Regions from separate parts of the Ovis aries genome. Here region 1 is linked to region 2. Evidence: chromatin contacts called from public Hi-C data. All regions are on one chromosome and are shown on one strand. The core of a region is the stretch at or near the end of the contact, and the rest is flanking DNA. Distances in the headings are between cores, read along the strand shown.

What was found. Hi-C and Micro-C count contacts between places; a contact is called where the count stands out from the background.
Region 1: a contact with region 2 is called in a Hi-C map of hypothalamus, with 2.6 times the contacts expected there. The contact joins the enhancer-like site here to the promoter of PTPN23 in region 2. A contact is called at or near these places in 2 of 16 Hi-C or Micro-C datasets (hypothalamus and tail adipose tissue).

The regions. Positions count from the first base shown.
Region 1 is chr19:52,385,238-52,392,430 of ARS-UI_Ramb_v3.0, reverse strand. It overlaps KLHL18 (kelch like family member 18), which reads left to right. Exons shown (of 12, transcript XM_060402923.1): 2 at 4,329-4,391. KIF9 (kinesin family member 9) reads right to left here. Exons shown (of 20, transcript XM_060402908.1): 11 at 6,939-7,007; 12 at 6,012-6,116; 13 at 4,769-4,824; 14 at 3,938-4,028; 15 at 3,318-3,451; 16 at 1,583-1,774; 17 at 213-427. Among named protein-coding and RNA genes, the nearest start is that of KIF9, 28 kb to the right of the region's middle. Within about 2 kb of position 5,395, at least 4 of the 54 cell types and tissues checked have an H3K27ac peak or open chromatin away from gene starts, as enhancers often do. A contact at or near this core is called in hypothalamus, where this site is marked.
Region 2 is chr19:52,287,288-52,293,999 of ARS-UI_Ramb_v3.0, reverse strand. It overlaps PTPN23 (protein tyrosine phosphatase non-receptor type 23), which reads left to right and starts at 3,347. Exons shown (of 23, transcript XM_042236320.2): 1 at 3,347-3,525. The coding sequence starts at 3,442.

The DNA of each region.
Region 1 (7,193 bases), core at 4,146-6,645, 96 kb before region 2:
AGCACATATTCAAAGAAGGTATGGGCAGAGGGAAAAGGACTCTGGCTCCCCAGGGCTGACCAGAGCCAAGTGATGCCCCAGGGAGGAAGGCTGCACCCCGGCCTCCCCTGCGGCTCCCCTTCCAACTCTGTCCTCCGGTGCCCACATCTGCCCATCCTAAGCAGGGTGACTGAGATCCCACTGTCCCCCAACTACCTTCTCAGCACGCTCACCTTGCTTCTCTCGTAGTGATTTCTGTAAATTGAGTGCCTCTTTGGTCATGTCGATCTCCCGCTTGATGGCATTGATGCGCTGTGTGGTCTCGCTGGCCCTTTTCCTCCGTTCGTTCAAGATGGATTTGTTTTCTTTGAAGATGCGGTTGATCTCACTACCGCGCTCATTCTTAAAGTCCTCAAAGGCCACAGGCTTGGTGGGTGGGGTGCTGGGCCTGAAGATGGAGAGGGAGATGAAGGGAGAAAAGGGGCAGCTTGTCTTGACGCCACCGGGCACTTCACATTTCTTCCCTGGGGCTTCTGTGAGCTGGGGGTCAGAATTCCTGGGCACCACCTACCCTAGATGAGAGGTAAACTGTATAGGAATCATTCTCTCATCTCTGTTCTATTCAGCCCATTGCAGAAAATGAAAATAAGGAAAAATATAAAAAACAAAGTACCACTCATTATCTACTAGCAACCACACTTTAATGTATCTCCTTCAGGAATTTATTTGATAAGTTTTTTGATATTTGGATCATGCAGTATATATAATCCTGCATCCTTCTTCACAGAAGCATTCTTCCATGCTATTAAAAACTCTTTGAGAATCCTAGTTATTATTAACTAGATGTAAGATGAAGTGCCGTGTAGGTGAAAGTAGATTGTCTGCAACTTAGTTTGAAATCCGTTTTAAAAAAAAGTTGGATGAAAAGATGGAGAGAAAAACACGTGATGAAATACTATAGTAACAGTACAATCAAGAGGGTGTTCACTATACAGAGATTTCAACTTCTCTGAATGTTTGGAAATGTTCACAAGCTGGAGAAAAATTCTTCATGTGCATCTTTGTACATTTCAAGGGCAGAATCATTCATTTGGTGCCCTTTCCCTAATGTTTATTATTGAAAGTGTTACCAAAAAAATTTTCCTTTTGCTTTTTAAATTAATGACACAATCTTTTTATATAAATTTGTGTCTAAATCTCTGATTATTTCCTCAGGGCAGATTCCTAAAAACTTAATTACTCAAAACTCAATTCCTAAAAACTCAATGACCGGGGAGAGGAACTGGGTGGCTGGAGGAAGGCTCTCACACTTGAGAATTTTGTATCTTTTGAATACATTACTTAGCCATAATGTGCGAATTTAATTATTTAAATAATTGCTATTTGGAGGGTCTAAAATGATTTCGTATGTCCCTGCATCTTGGGTGGCCCCTGAGGTTGAGCTAGTTTGCGCCTGTATAAGCCACCGTGTTTCTCCTTTGGGGCTGTGCTCCTAGTCTTTGTCTGTCACCCTAGTTTATCTCTCTTCTGTCTGCAGGAGCTCTTTCCACGTCATAGTCTGGTTTTGTATAATCTGGCGCAGGAGCTAGCATTAGATGGTCACCTGGGTGGGCGTAATTCCTCCTTTGGCGAGTCAGAGGCCAGGGGCTCAGTATTGGAGGTCTCCCGGTCCCGCACAAGCATGTCTTTGACATCCCCATCCTTGGAGGACAGGATCATCTGGGTCTTGGAGGTGGAAACATCCAAGTCCTTGCCACTCAGAGGGCTGCTGGCACCCTCCTTTCTTGCTGAGGAGCTGGAAGGAGAAGGGAGGGAGACCCCGGGCTCAGTGTCTCTGATGCTGAGGGGAGTAATCCTGCTCAACACTCATACACCAGAACCCCATCCCACTCAGCTCCGGTCTTAACACACACCTCGGCCAAAGGGTGGAGAGTACAGCCCTAAGCCGTGTATGTGGGGAGGAGGAGGGGAGCATTTGTCTCCCTTTTATCAGAACAAGAGGTCCTCCCTTGGCCGTCCTGGCAGGAGAAACCTGGGAGGAATGGGGAGTCTCCAGTTTGGAAGCATGAGGACCTTGGGGTAGGCCACAGGCTCTAAGGAGCATCCCAGCTCCTGAGGCAGGAGTCACACAGGCACTCCTGGGAAGGAAAGCAGAGCCCTCACCCTGGGCACGTCTGTCTGAGGCCCAGCAGTAAAGACAGACACGTCTGCACCCCTGCTCTGACCAGCCCACAACCTGCTCGCCCACCTGCCATCAGTGCCCACACCACCTCCCGGGAAAAGAGCCCTCCCTCTCCACGTGATGGCGCCCAGGTCCCTGCCTCCCGAGAGGCAGGTGAGAGCAGGGCAGAGCTGAAGGAAGGCTGCCATGGCTCCCTCCGTGACTGCTTCCTTCTCTGGCCTTCTTGCAACAGGTGTGGCCTGGGGCCCAGGCCTCGATCTGCTGTCACACTGATTGCTTGACTGCAGCACAGAGGGGTGACTGCCCTGCCTGAAGAGCAGGAGGGGTCCAGGATGCCCCGCTACCCGACGCCAGTCCTGCACGGGACAGTTTGCTACCGCCAGCTTTGACCCATGTCCTTTCACAAGGAAAAGGTGATGATGGTTAACAACATGTTGGTACTGAGGTCTTCCAGGGACAGGGACTGCGTTTACTCACTTATCCTCAAAACCACCCCCGTGACTGATGCTATTATTATAATTCCCACTTAGGGGGAGGAAACCGAGGCAGAGAAGCTCTCATGCCTCACAGAAGGTGACCCTCTTGGGTGAGAGAAGTACACAGCAAGGAGGTGAGCCCGTGAGTTACCCTCAGAGTGGGGGCTCTGTCCACCACAGCACTTCCCAGAGAGGCTGGCTCATTAAGGGAACCTTGACATTCCTCCCACCTTGCACCTACAAATGTGTCTTGCCTGCAAGGTGGGGGTGGTTTTTAGGTGACATGGGTGCCAATTAGCTGGGTCACAGAAGGAATGTGGTGGGGGGGTGGGTTTCCACGTGAAGTACCAGTGGGCGAGTGGCAGCCCAGCGTCTCATATCCATCCTACCACTCCTCAGCAGTGTGACCTTGGAATGACCTCCCCTCTCTGAGCCTTGGTTTCCTCATTAGTAAACTGGAGACGTCAACTCCCACCTCACAGAGCCGCTGTGAGCATGACAGATGAGCAGTCCCAGCCTGGGCCCCACAGACACTGTCAGTATTGGCAGGGGTGATGTCCATTGTGACCACCCCCCCCCATCACTAAGACTGGGGGAAGGGAGGGACAGTTGTGTCCTCCCCTTCGCCAGCCAAGGAGGGCAAGGTGCTGATCAGCAGGAGCATCAGGAACATCACTCACCTGACCTGCTCTTTAAACATCTTCTTGGACTTGGATTTCTTCCCGGGTTTGACAGAGAAAGGGGCGACTCCAAGTCCAAAGCCTTGTCCGTCAGGCTCGCCCACTAGGTGGCCATCAGCGTCTACGAGCCCTGCCTGGACAGAGGCCAGTCACAGGTCTGCAGGTCAGATCAAGTGTTCAGGCTCCTGGGGGACCCAGGTGTATATGGACCAAAGGTGGACATGTTCATCCCACACACCGAGATGTGGCTCCTGCGGATGTCACTTCAGGCTGTGCCCACGTCCGCTGTCTCCGACCACCCCACCAAACATCCATTGTCTACACCAACTGTTCTCATAGCTGGGTGTCTCATCCATACTCTGAGACTCCTGAGGCCCACTTCCAACCTAACTGTGGCAACTGTCTTGTTTGCTGCTGGGCACATCTCCAATTTATGGAGATCATTTTGAATTCATACGTGGTTGACTCTTGCATGGGTCATTCCATGCTCATGCTGGTGTTAACCTTTACCTGTTACAACCCTAGATCTGCTTTAATGCAGGACACTCGCTGCTTCTGGCAAGATCTGGGAATGCAAAACTCAAATGTGAGTCTTGTCGGCAAGAGGCAGGCGTGCTTACCTTCTGGACAGCAGAGATGGCTGCATAGTCATTCTTGTCTATGAGGGTGTACTTCCTGCGCAAAGTGGACTCCACTTCCTGTTCCTGTTGGCTTGGGAGACAGAGTGAAAGAACCCCTTGCACCTGGGCAGGCTGAGCCCACTGGGGCAAGCACCAAGTTCTGGAGTTAGAAGTTGTTTGTGTGTGGCCTCGGAGACAGAGCCACGCCCTCATCATGAACCAGACCAGACAGAACATGCTCACTGCCCACCCCCCACTTCCCAAAGCATGTACCCACTGTCCAGTCCCCAGATCCACAGGGGTCACCCTATGTGTCAAGGACAGCTGCTCTAAGATGACCTTGGACAAGGACCCCAAGCCTGCATCATGCATCCCTATCTGTCTCTAACAGGCCCTTCGGAATCATGTGCCCAGCTTCTGTGATAACACCCAGCATGAGCCAGTCAGGCTACAGGTATGTCTGTACCCCAATAAACCACAAATCCCTCTTGAGGTGGGGAGGAGGGTGCCAGGAGCATCAAAACACCCTGCTCTGGCCACATAAAGACCTCCTGTCCAGTGAACAAACTCAGGAAACCAGGGACTGCCTCCTCTCTGCTTAGCCCTTAAAAGGGGGGCTGTCCCCACTTCCAGAGGAAGGGGAGGGTAGGAGGACCTGAGAGCTCAGAGGCAGACTGCTGGGATCACCCAGGGCTGCCATACCCAGAGGCCTCTGATCCAGCTCCGCGCACACCAGACAGAAGGCAGAGCGCCTGGAGGCCAGCACCCAGACCATGGGAAAGGAGAATGGCAGCCTGATGCAGGACTGGGTGGGTGTGGTGGCTCCCTTACCTCAGCACCATCCGGAACTGGTTGAACACCTCCTGGATCTGTCTGAGGTTGATTATCTGGAGAGGAGAGCAAGGCAGAGGTTAGACCAGGGGCACCACAGGACTAAGGCTGTGTCTGTAGAGAAATCAGGACCCCTTGACTAAGCCTTGGACCATGTGTCTCAAGAAGGGGACATGTACCAACACCCTCTCAGCAAAGTGCCAGTAAAGCCCTCCTCAAGAACAGAGAAACCCTTGATTAGTAATTTGGAAGCTATTTATTGAAGCTATTAAAAAAAAATCACCTTTTCTGACTGAAGATATATATAAAATTGAAATGACTCTAGTTCTTGAAGGTACTAAGAAAACATCTAAATAAAATTAACTGTCCTCAGCTCTCTCCTGCTTCCAAAAGGGTCCATTATGAACCATTCTGTGTGGGCCCAGACACATACACACACCTGTGGCTAAAGGGGAGACCATCGGCCTCTCTTGACCCCATTGCCCTCTAGCATTAGCCTTGACGGTCATTCTGGGGCTGCCCTTCCTAGAAAGACCAGAAGAGCCCTCAGCTGTCCCAGGCCTGCCTCTGGCAGCTGCTGACGATGACAGGCTGGACAAGGCTCTGGCCGTGAACCCCTGATGAGAGGCCTGCCAGCCTGTGCTCTGAAAACAGAATGCCTCTCTCCCCCTGAGAGCCTTCCCTTTGTGGCTACTCTATTCCTCCTTGGCCCACTCCAGCATGGGCCCTAGAGGGGTCCACCTTGTAGACAACCAGCATGACCATCATCCTTTAATGTCCCCCCTCTGCTGCCACAGACAAGCCCCTGAGGTGCTGCCTCTCAGTTCATCCCAGCCCGTTTCCCTCCCTACCGTACAGGTCAGACCACCAGAGTACACGAGCTTGAGCATTTTCATGATGCCACTCAGCAGGGAGACTGCTGAGCTCTGAGGTTCGACCCAGAGCAGCTTGGCTCTAGGAGCTGTACTGGTGGCCCCGTAATGGACCACCCCCACTGTATTCAAGGCTTGGACCACCTCCCCTGTGTTCAAGGCTGTGGGGCACCCACAGCCTTGCGACCCTAAACATGGATGCTGTGGCCTCAGTGGGCTGAAGGGCCCTGAGGCCAGGAGTCCAGCACCACCTACGCTATACCCACTGCACCCTCTCAGTGAGGTTCCCAGGCTAGCACAGCATACATCATGGTGTGGCCGGGAGACAGGCCCGGGCCAGCCAGACATGGGGGTCCTGAAGGGCTCCTTACGTCAATCTCTTCCAGTGTTCCCTCCAGGTACCTTCGCACCTGGGAGTTGATCTCCGCAATCTGGATTTCATCCATAGGGTCATAGTTCACGAGGGTACGGTTGGCCTTGGAGAAGGAAGAGGAACGTACTGTTAAGCTCCAAGCACCCGAGCCCAAGCAGGGTGGCAGGGACCATTCTGAGGACCAAAGTGGGGAGGCTGGGCAGAGAGCCTGGCTACCCAAGCCACTTTACTCCCTTCATCACCATGTCCTGGTAGGGAGGGCCTCACTCACAGGCCAGGTAGTCGGGTCAGCACGGGACAACCAGGTGGGGTAGGGAAGGAAAGGCTGCCAGACAAGGGCCTGCTCCTCCAATCTGGGGGGCTCTGCTGGCTGAGCCTCAGCAGACTGTGGGATGAGGGCCACAGGAGGGAGGGGGCGCCTCTGCCTTGAGACCCTCTGGACCATGAGCATGAGCTCAGACCAGCACTGGAGGTCTCCTGCTCCCCACCCCTACCTTCCAACTCCCTGCTGCCCCTAATAACCATCCAGCCTGTCCACCTCCCTGACCTTGAGCCGTCATCAGGCTGTCTGCCTCTGTACCCATACCTGCCAGGCCTGTGGCCCCTGCCCTTCATCCCCCTGCCTACTGCCTGGCTCTGCTCCCTGACCATCTGACAGCCCTGCCCACATCTTGTTCTTCCAGAGTCTCTGCCCAACAGGCATCCCTGATCCCCCAGGCCTTCTGCCCCCACAGTCTCTGTTCCCCCAGTCCCCTGTCTACTCAGCCCCTGGGCCCCCTGTCCACCCAGTCCCTCTGCTCACCCAGCCCACCCTCTGATCCACCCCTGCCCTGACCCACTGCCCCCTCCCACCTAGTCCTTCTGCCCACTTGGTACCCTGACCCCAGTCCCTCTAGTATTCCGCCCATCACCTCTAGCCCCTTACCAGGCTGTCATGGATGGCTAGTTCCTGCTTGAGCAGTGCTAGCTCCTTCTCCAGGTTCTTGACCATTCTCTGCCAGGGAAGCATATGGGGAGGCGGGGGTAGCAAGGAGGACAGTCAGAGAAGCCACTTAATAATTCCCCACCCTGTCCTTGGACATCCTGGCCCTTGCAGGCAATCTATGGAGTGTGATCTCAACATTTGGATGATTCCCTCCCAGCTGGTGACTTTTCCCCAACTGGGTGAGTTTAGGGTTTG
Region 2 (6,712 bases), core at 2,098-4,597:
CTTCTCCAGGGGATCTTTCCCGCGCCAGGGATCGAACCCACTTCTGCACTGGCAGGCGGCTTCTTTACCACTACTGCTATTCAGTAGGTCTCATCCTTGCAGCAGAGATAACAACTCTTACCTTGTAAGTACGGTGAGAGCTCTAAGGCTAATGTGAGTGGAGGCAGCTCAGGTGTGGTGGCTTTTATTTAAGGCTGTGATAAGTCAGTTGCAGCTGAGACCATTAGCAAGCACGGAGCTCTTAACCCTCCAGTCTCTGACAGAGGGACTCAGTTTTGCAGAGAGACCCTGATTACAGGGCTGGTTAGTGGAAGTGCCAGGATTCCAACCCTGGGTCCCAGGGTCGTGTCCTCCACCGTGCCGCTCTGCCTTCAGCCTGGGGGCTGCGTGTCTTATTCCCTGCATGCTGGGAGCTGAGCTGCAGAGGGTGAGGGCAGGATTCCACGTGTCCAGCAGGAGGTTTCTCCAAGACCCACCCAGCTTGTGACTGGACCCTGGGGCCTGAGGTTGGAGCAGGGCATGGGTGAGGCTCTGGAGGGCAGCTGGGGGTGCAGGGAGCAGGAAGTGGACACTCCAGGGAAATGTTTACCACCTGCTGGAGCTATGAGATCCCATTTGAGTGACCGTTTCCACTGCACATTCTGCTGGCCAGAACCACAGACAGCTGAGACCCCTGACTCCTCCTGAATGACCCCATGGCTTCCATGCCTCCTTGAAAAGATGGTTGGAGCAAAAAACTTTCACAAGGTCTGAAATAATGAAGAAAGAAGCCTGGTAGGATATTGGGCAAGCTCTGCCCTTCACGGGCCTCAGCTTTCTCCTGGCTGTAACAGGGTGGTCAGGAAGGGGACACAGATTTCAGAAACTCTTAGCCCTTGCCCAAGTGACCTGTGCAAGTCCAATAGGGTGTGGAGAAAGCGGCTGTGGCCACATTGGTCCCCCGGGGACACACATCTGATGTTCTACAACCAGCAATCTGGATACAAGCTGCCCCAGAGACACAGAGACTTAGGAAGACTGTGGCCTCAGTCCCACAGGTTGACCTTAGTCCTGAGCTAGCAGGTTTATACCCCCTGCCCTGCTCCACCCCCCACCAGGGGGTGCCACCCAGCCTCCAGGCTCTCACTGGCAAGGCCAGAGTGTCTCAAAGTTCTGCCCCATGTGGCGCGCTCACAGCCTGGCACCAAGCAGTTGGGAGGGTGTGTCTGGGACATCCCGAAGGCTGTCTACCCTGAGGCTCTCCCTGGCAACGCCTGAATGAGGACATTTGTCCTCGGCAAGGGAGGAACGAATCCCCCATTGCCCTCCTTCCACTCACAGACACCCCAAGAAGTAAACCTGGTTCTGAGCAAAACAAAACATGTCCCTAATTTCCAATTCCAATCTACGGGGCTTTGGTGTCCCAGGATTGCAACTGCTTCGTTACAACCCTGTGGCCTTGCTGCCATCTGCTGGCCAAGTAACTTGGGTGCTCGGGAGAGGTTCGGTTTCGTGACTGGGCCTCAGAGATCCCCAACCTTCTTCATATTAGCAAATCTGTCTTCTTGGAACCTTTTCTGTAGGGAGAAAGTAACCAATGCCTCAAGGGCTCCTAGAGGGCTCTGGACACTCTGGAGGGAGGAGCAGCTACTTCTTCGCTGCTCTTTCTGAACCAGGGGAGCAGGGGGCCACCTCCGCAAGCGCCAGGAACACGGATGTTGGCCGAGACAGAAGAGACACAATGGCATTCTTCTGCCTCTGGCCTCTAGCCTGCCAGGTCTGAGACCAGGAGAGCTCCCATCTTCCCTTCACCCTTCTCCTCTCCCTTCCCTGGCCACAGGAGACCTCTCCTCTGACCTTCCCTCAGAGGCTCCATGGCGTTTGGGACAGCTTCTTTCCCCTCTCCTTGCCTCAGTTTCCCCACCTGTAATGCAGTGATTCTGGATTCGCATCTAAGAAAGGTGGCCCCAGGGGAGGGCTCCATGCTTCCTGTTTGGGTGGCTGTGACCCTTCTTTCTGGACACACCTTCTGGTGTTCCCTGGGCAGGAGTTGTTCAGATGTCCTGAATACCCTGTATTCACACACCCAGCAATTCCACTGCTGGGGCACAGGGGACATAGAGAGTTGTCAACTGAAAAAAGAAAGAACAACCTAAAAGTTGAGAATTCTGTTTTATTCAGAAGCCTTAGTGAAGACTTAAGCCTGCGATGTAGTCTCTCAGCTCGGAGGGACTGTTCTAAAGATGTAAGGGAGGAGCCAGAATGTATGAGAGTTTTTTTTTTTTTTTTTTTTGCTGAGGAAAAAATGTGCAGTTGGTCATCCAAGGGCTTCCCAGGTGGCACAGTATTAAAGAATCCACCTGCCAATGCAGGAGATGTAAGAGACATGGGTTCAGTCCCTGGGCTGGGAAGATTCTCCTGGAGTGGGAAGTGACAACTCACTCCAGTATTCCTGCCTAGAAAATTTCAGAGGCAGAGGAGCCTAGTGGGCTACAGTCCATGGTTGCAAACGTCCTCGCTCATTTCCTTCCTTCTACTTTTGCCCCAACAAACCATTCTCCATTTTACGTGTTTTTAAAGCTAGGTAATATATACATGATTTTAAAATCCTTGCTCTACAGGTCATCTCTTCAGAGCTAATAACTGTTCTCTGCTCCCTGGTCCCCTTCCAGACTGAAAGGCATTCCCGAGGCTGTATATAGTCATCCCCACCCCCATCGCTCTAGGCCTCTCTCTCTCTCTTTTTTCCCCTTACGCTTTACACTTCGTTTACCAGTTCTCTCCCCATCATCAAAAACGGACTTGGCCGTCTCTTAGGCAGTGCCCGGTCTTACAGGCTCAGCCGAGCGTGCCAGTCTCCAACCAGTCACTCCTCTGTTCCAAAACTCGACACCTGGGGTGCCACGCCTTTGCTTGTTAGCCCTGTCTCCTTGGCCAGGCAGCCCCTACTCCAAGGCTGTTTTTAAGTCACTGCTTCTGGGGGTGGCCCGCCACCACGTTATCTCTACCAGAGCATCTGACCCCATCTACCAAGGCCCTCGACACTACTTAGGGTCTACAAGTCTATGGCTACGTTCTCTAATGTCCTTCCCCTGAGTGGGGAGAGCCTGGAGCCCGAGCCAGGTCCCTGCGGTCTACTTTGCCCAGGAAGAAGAAACCAGTTACCTCCCTGCTTAGCAATTAGATGCAGATAGACTACGACTCCCAGAAACCCTTTCGCCTCGGGCTGGAGGTTTGCCCTCTACACGTGCCCGCGTGCAAGAAACTGAGCATGCGCAGCGGGAAATGAGCATGCGCAAAAGCCTACAGAGGAGGGGACAGCCTCTCCCAGCAGGCAGTAGGGGCATTTTTTTCATCCCCGCGTGACAAGTGACTTCCGGCGTGGAGGGGCGGGGTGCGTGGCTGAGCCTGCAGCTGCGAAAGCTTGGGGGGCGGCCGGGAGGCCGGCGGGTGCCTGAGGCCATGGAGGCCGTGCCCCGCATGCCCATGATCTGGCTGGACCTGAAAGAGGCCGGTGACTTCCACTTTCAGCCAGCCGTAAAGAAGGTGAGGGCCGCTCCTGCTCCCCGCCCCCTCCCCTTTCCTCCCGCGTCTCTCCGTCCGCCTGCGCGTGACGCCCCCTGCGCGTCTATCATCTCCCCAGGCCCTGTCGCAGGGGCCGGTGAGGCCAGGAGGGGCCTCCACTGGCTTTCCTTCGCCTGGCGCACCCCCATCGCACCTTGTCTGACCCCTGCGCGCTCGAAGAGCGTCTCCGTCCCCTCCCCCCGACCCCGCCAGCCCCGGGTAGCCCCCGCTGTCTGATCGGAACCTGCTTTCCGATTCCGTCCCCCGGCCCTCCGCGATCCCCGCCGAGGCACCTCACTTCCTCGGTGTGACGCTTTGAACCTAGGTCTGCTCCTCCCCTCATCCACGCCAGCACCGCCCTGGGAGAATCGGTGGGTGGCCCTCCGTAACCGTCAGGGTGGAAAGGCTGTGCCTGGCCTTCGTTGTGCTGTCCGTCTACGACCGGACTGGGACGGACGCCGAGGATGGCTCAGGATGTGTTTTAAGGCCCCGGCCAGCCTGACCTCTGCGGTTGGAGTCGCTCTAACACTTGGTGCAATTCTGTCTGGTCTCAGAAGAAGAACCGTAATCTGGAGCCCCTTTGGACCGAAAGATCCAACTTTTAGGGGAGCGTTACTGCTTTCGCGACTGCGCAGAGGGGATAAATAGCATTGTAGCTTCCAGAGCGACCCAAGCAGTCCTTTGTTTACTCTTCATTTGGATGGAAGAGACAGGCAGTTTTGGCTTTGAGGGAGGCAAGGGATCGCTGTGGGGAGATCAGGTGTGGCTGGTACAAAGCAGGACCAGGTGTGTCGACTGGGCATCAGGTACCCTGTGAGACATCTGCCTTGGGAAGGACTGTCTGGTACCGTTGAAGGACAGAGCAGAAGTGAAAAGGAACAACCAGGAGGCAATGTGGCTGCTGCCTGAATATTGACGGAGCCCCAGTGAGTAAGGTGGTGGAGAAGAAAAAAAATAGAAGAAAGAAAATGGGTCGGGGAAGAAGTTTTCCAAGAAGCTCTCCCTTTCTCGGTTCACACTGCCGCTGCCTTCCTTCACACACTAACAGTTTGTATTCCTTTGAGTCCATCATTTAATCTCTTTGGGCATCTTTTTCCTCATTTGTAAAACCAGAAAATTAGATTAAAAAAAAAAAAATTGGCTGAGCTTCCCAGCTTATGGGATCTTAGTTCCCTGACCAGGAATCAAACCCCAGGCCTCAATGGACCAATGGAGACATCCAATAAATTAGGTTAATTGATCTAAAGTTCCAGAATTTTACTTCTTTCCCAAAGTTTGGTCTCCTTTCCATCTACTGTTTTAATTCCAAGATGTATATCAAATTAAGAACAGAAGCTAAACACTCCCATCATCCATGGGGGGGGGAAAGAATGCACAGAGGAATGAGACCATGTTAGTACCAGAGAAAGTGAAACAAAATCTTTACCCTGGGAAGTTTGGCTCAGAGTTCTAGAACTGCCATTGCTGATCTCTGGTTTCCATTTTTCTACTGCAAAAGAATGCCAGGATCTGGTGATCTCATCTACCCCTGGTTGCTCAGCTGGTAAAGAATCCCCCTGCAATGTGGGAGACCTGGGTTCGATCCCTGGATTGGGAAGATCCCCTGGCGAGGGGAAAAGCTACCCGCTCCAGTATTCTGGGCTGGAGAATCGCAGGGACTGTATAGTCCGTGGGGTCACAAAGAGTTGGACATGACTGAGTGACTTTCACTTTCATCTGCCTACAGAATTCTGGGCCATTGGTTTCTTGGTAAAAGGGCAGAGTAATGTCACAGAAATAGACACTGGAATCAGGCCAACTTTGGTTTAGGTCCCACCTTTTCGACTTAATAGCTGAGTGACGTCAGCTGTTACAGATGATTACCTCACTAATCTGGGCCTCATTTTTCTCACCTGTAACAGAACTAATACTATGCTTGTAAGCTTATGAGCATCAAGAGTTAACGCAGGGACTTTGCTGGTGGTCCAGTGGTTAAGAATCTGCCTGCCAATGCAGGGGACATGGGTCTGATCGTGGTGCAGGAAGATTCCACATGCTTTGGGACAGCTAAGCCCGTGTGCCACAGCTACTGAGCCTGGGCTCTAGGGCCCACGTGGTGCAACTATTGGAGCCCTGGGCCCAGAGCCTGTGCTCTGCGACAGGAGACGCCGCCACAATGAGAAGCCTACGCATTGTAGCAGAGCAGTTACAAAAAGCCGGAGCACAGCAGCAAAGACCTAATGCAGCCAAAAATAAAATAAAAGAGAAAAACAAGATATACTTAAAAAAAAAGAGTTAATGCATTTGAGTCCCCAGTACAGGCCTTGGCATATTGTAAACAACACTTTCAGCTTAGCATCCTCTTTCTCTGTTTAGGAAATAGCTCAAGTCCTATGACAGCTCTGTGAGTTAGAGCGGGTAATTGTTGCTCAGTAGGTAAGTCTTGTTCAGCTCTTTTCAACCCCATGGACTGCAGCACGCCAGGCTTCCCTGTCCTTCGCCATCTCCCAGAACTTGCTCAAACTCATGTCCATTGAGTCGGTGATGCCATCCAGCCTTCTCTTCCTGTCGCCCCTTTTCCTCCTGCCCTCAGTCTTTCCCAGGATCACGGTCTTTTCCAGCTAGTCGACCCTTCATATCAAGTGGCCAAAGTATTGGAGCTTCAGCATCAGTCCTTGCAATGAATATTCAGGATTGACTGGTTTGATCTTCTTGCTGTCCAGGGGACTCACAAGAGTCTTCACCACAATTCAAAAGCAGCTACTATGAACACCATATTACAGGTGCAAAACCAAGCCCTGGTCTCATAGCAACCTAGGGTCACAGCCAGGACTTCCTCTGTTTTGGTGTTTGTCTTTGGAAAAAGTCTTTCCAGCCTGTGTATTTGTAACTTATAACTTCTTTCCCTGCTTTTTCCTCCCAGTGGCTCTGAACCCTGGACATGCTTTCAACATGACACTGTTCACAGGTCTCATTGTTTGCTCAGGAAAAAAGAAGCCCAGCTTCTCCAAAGCCTCTGCTCCATTGACTCACCTTGTGGCCAGAGATTTGTTTTCACTTCCCTTTTTTTTGGTGTTTTATGAGAACTGTGTTTAAAAAATAGAAATGGATTGGTCTGATGTGTGGTCAAGAATATGGGCTCTGGAGCCCAGACCCCGGGTTTCCAGTTGGTGCTCTGTTGGTGGTTAGT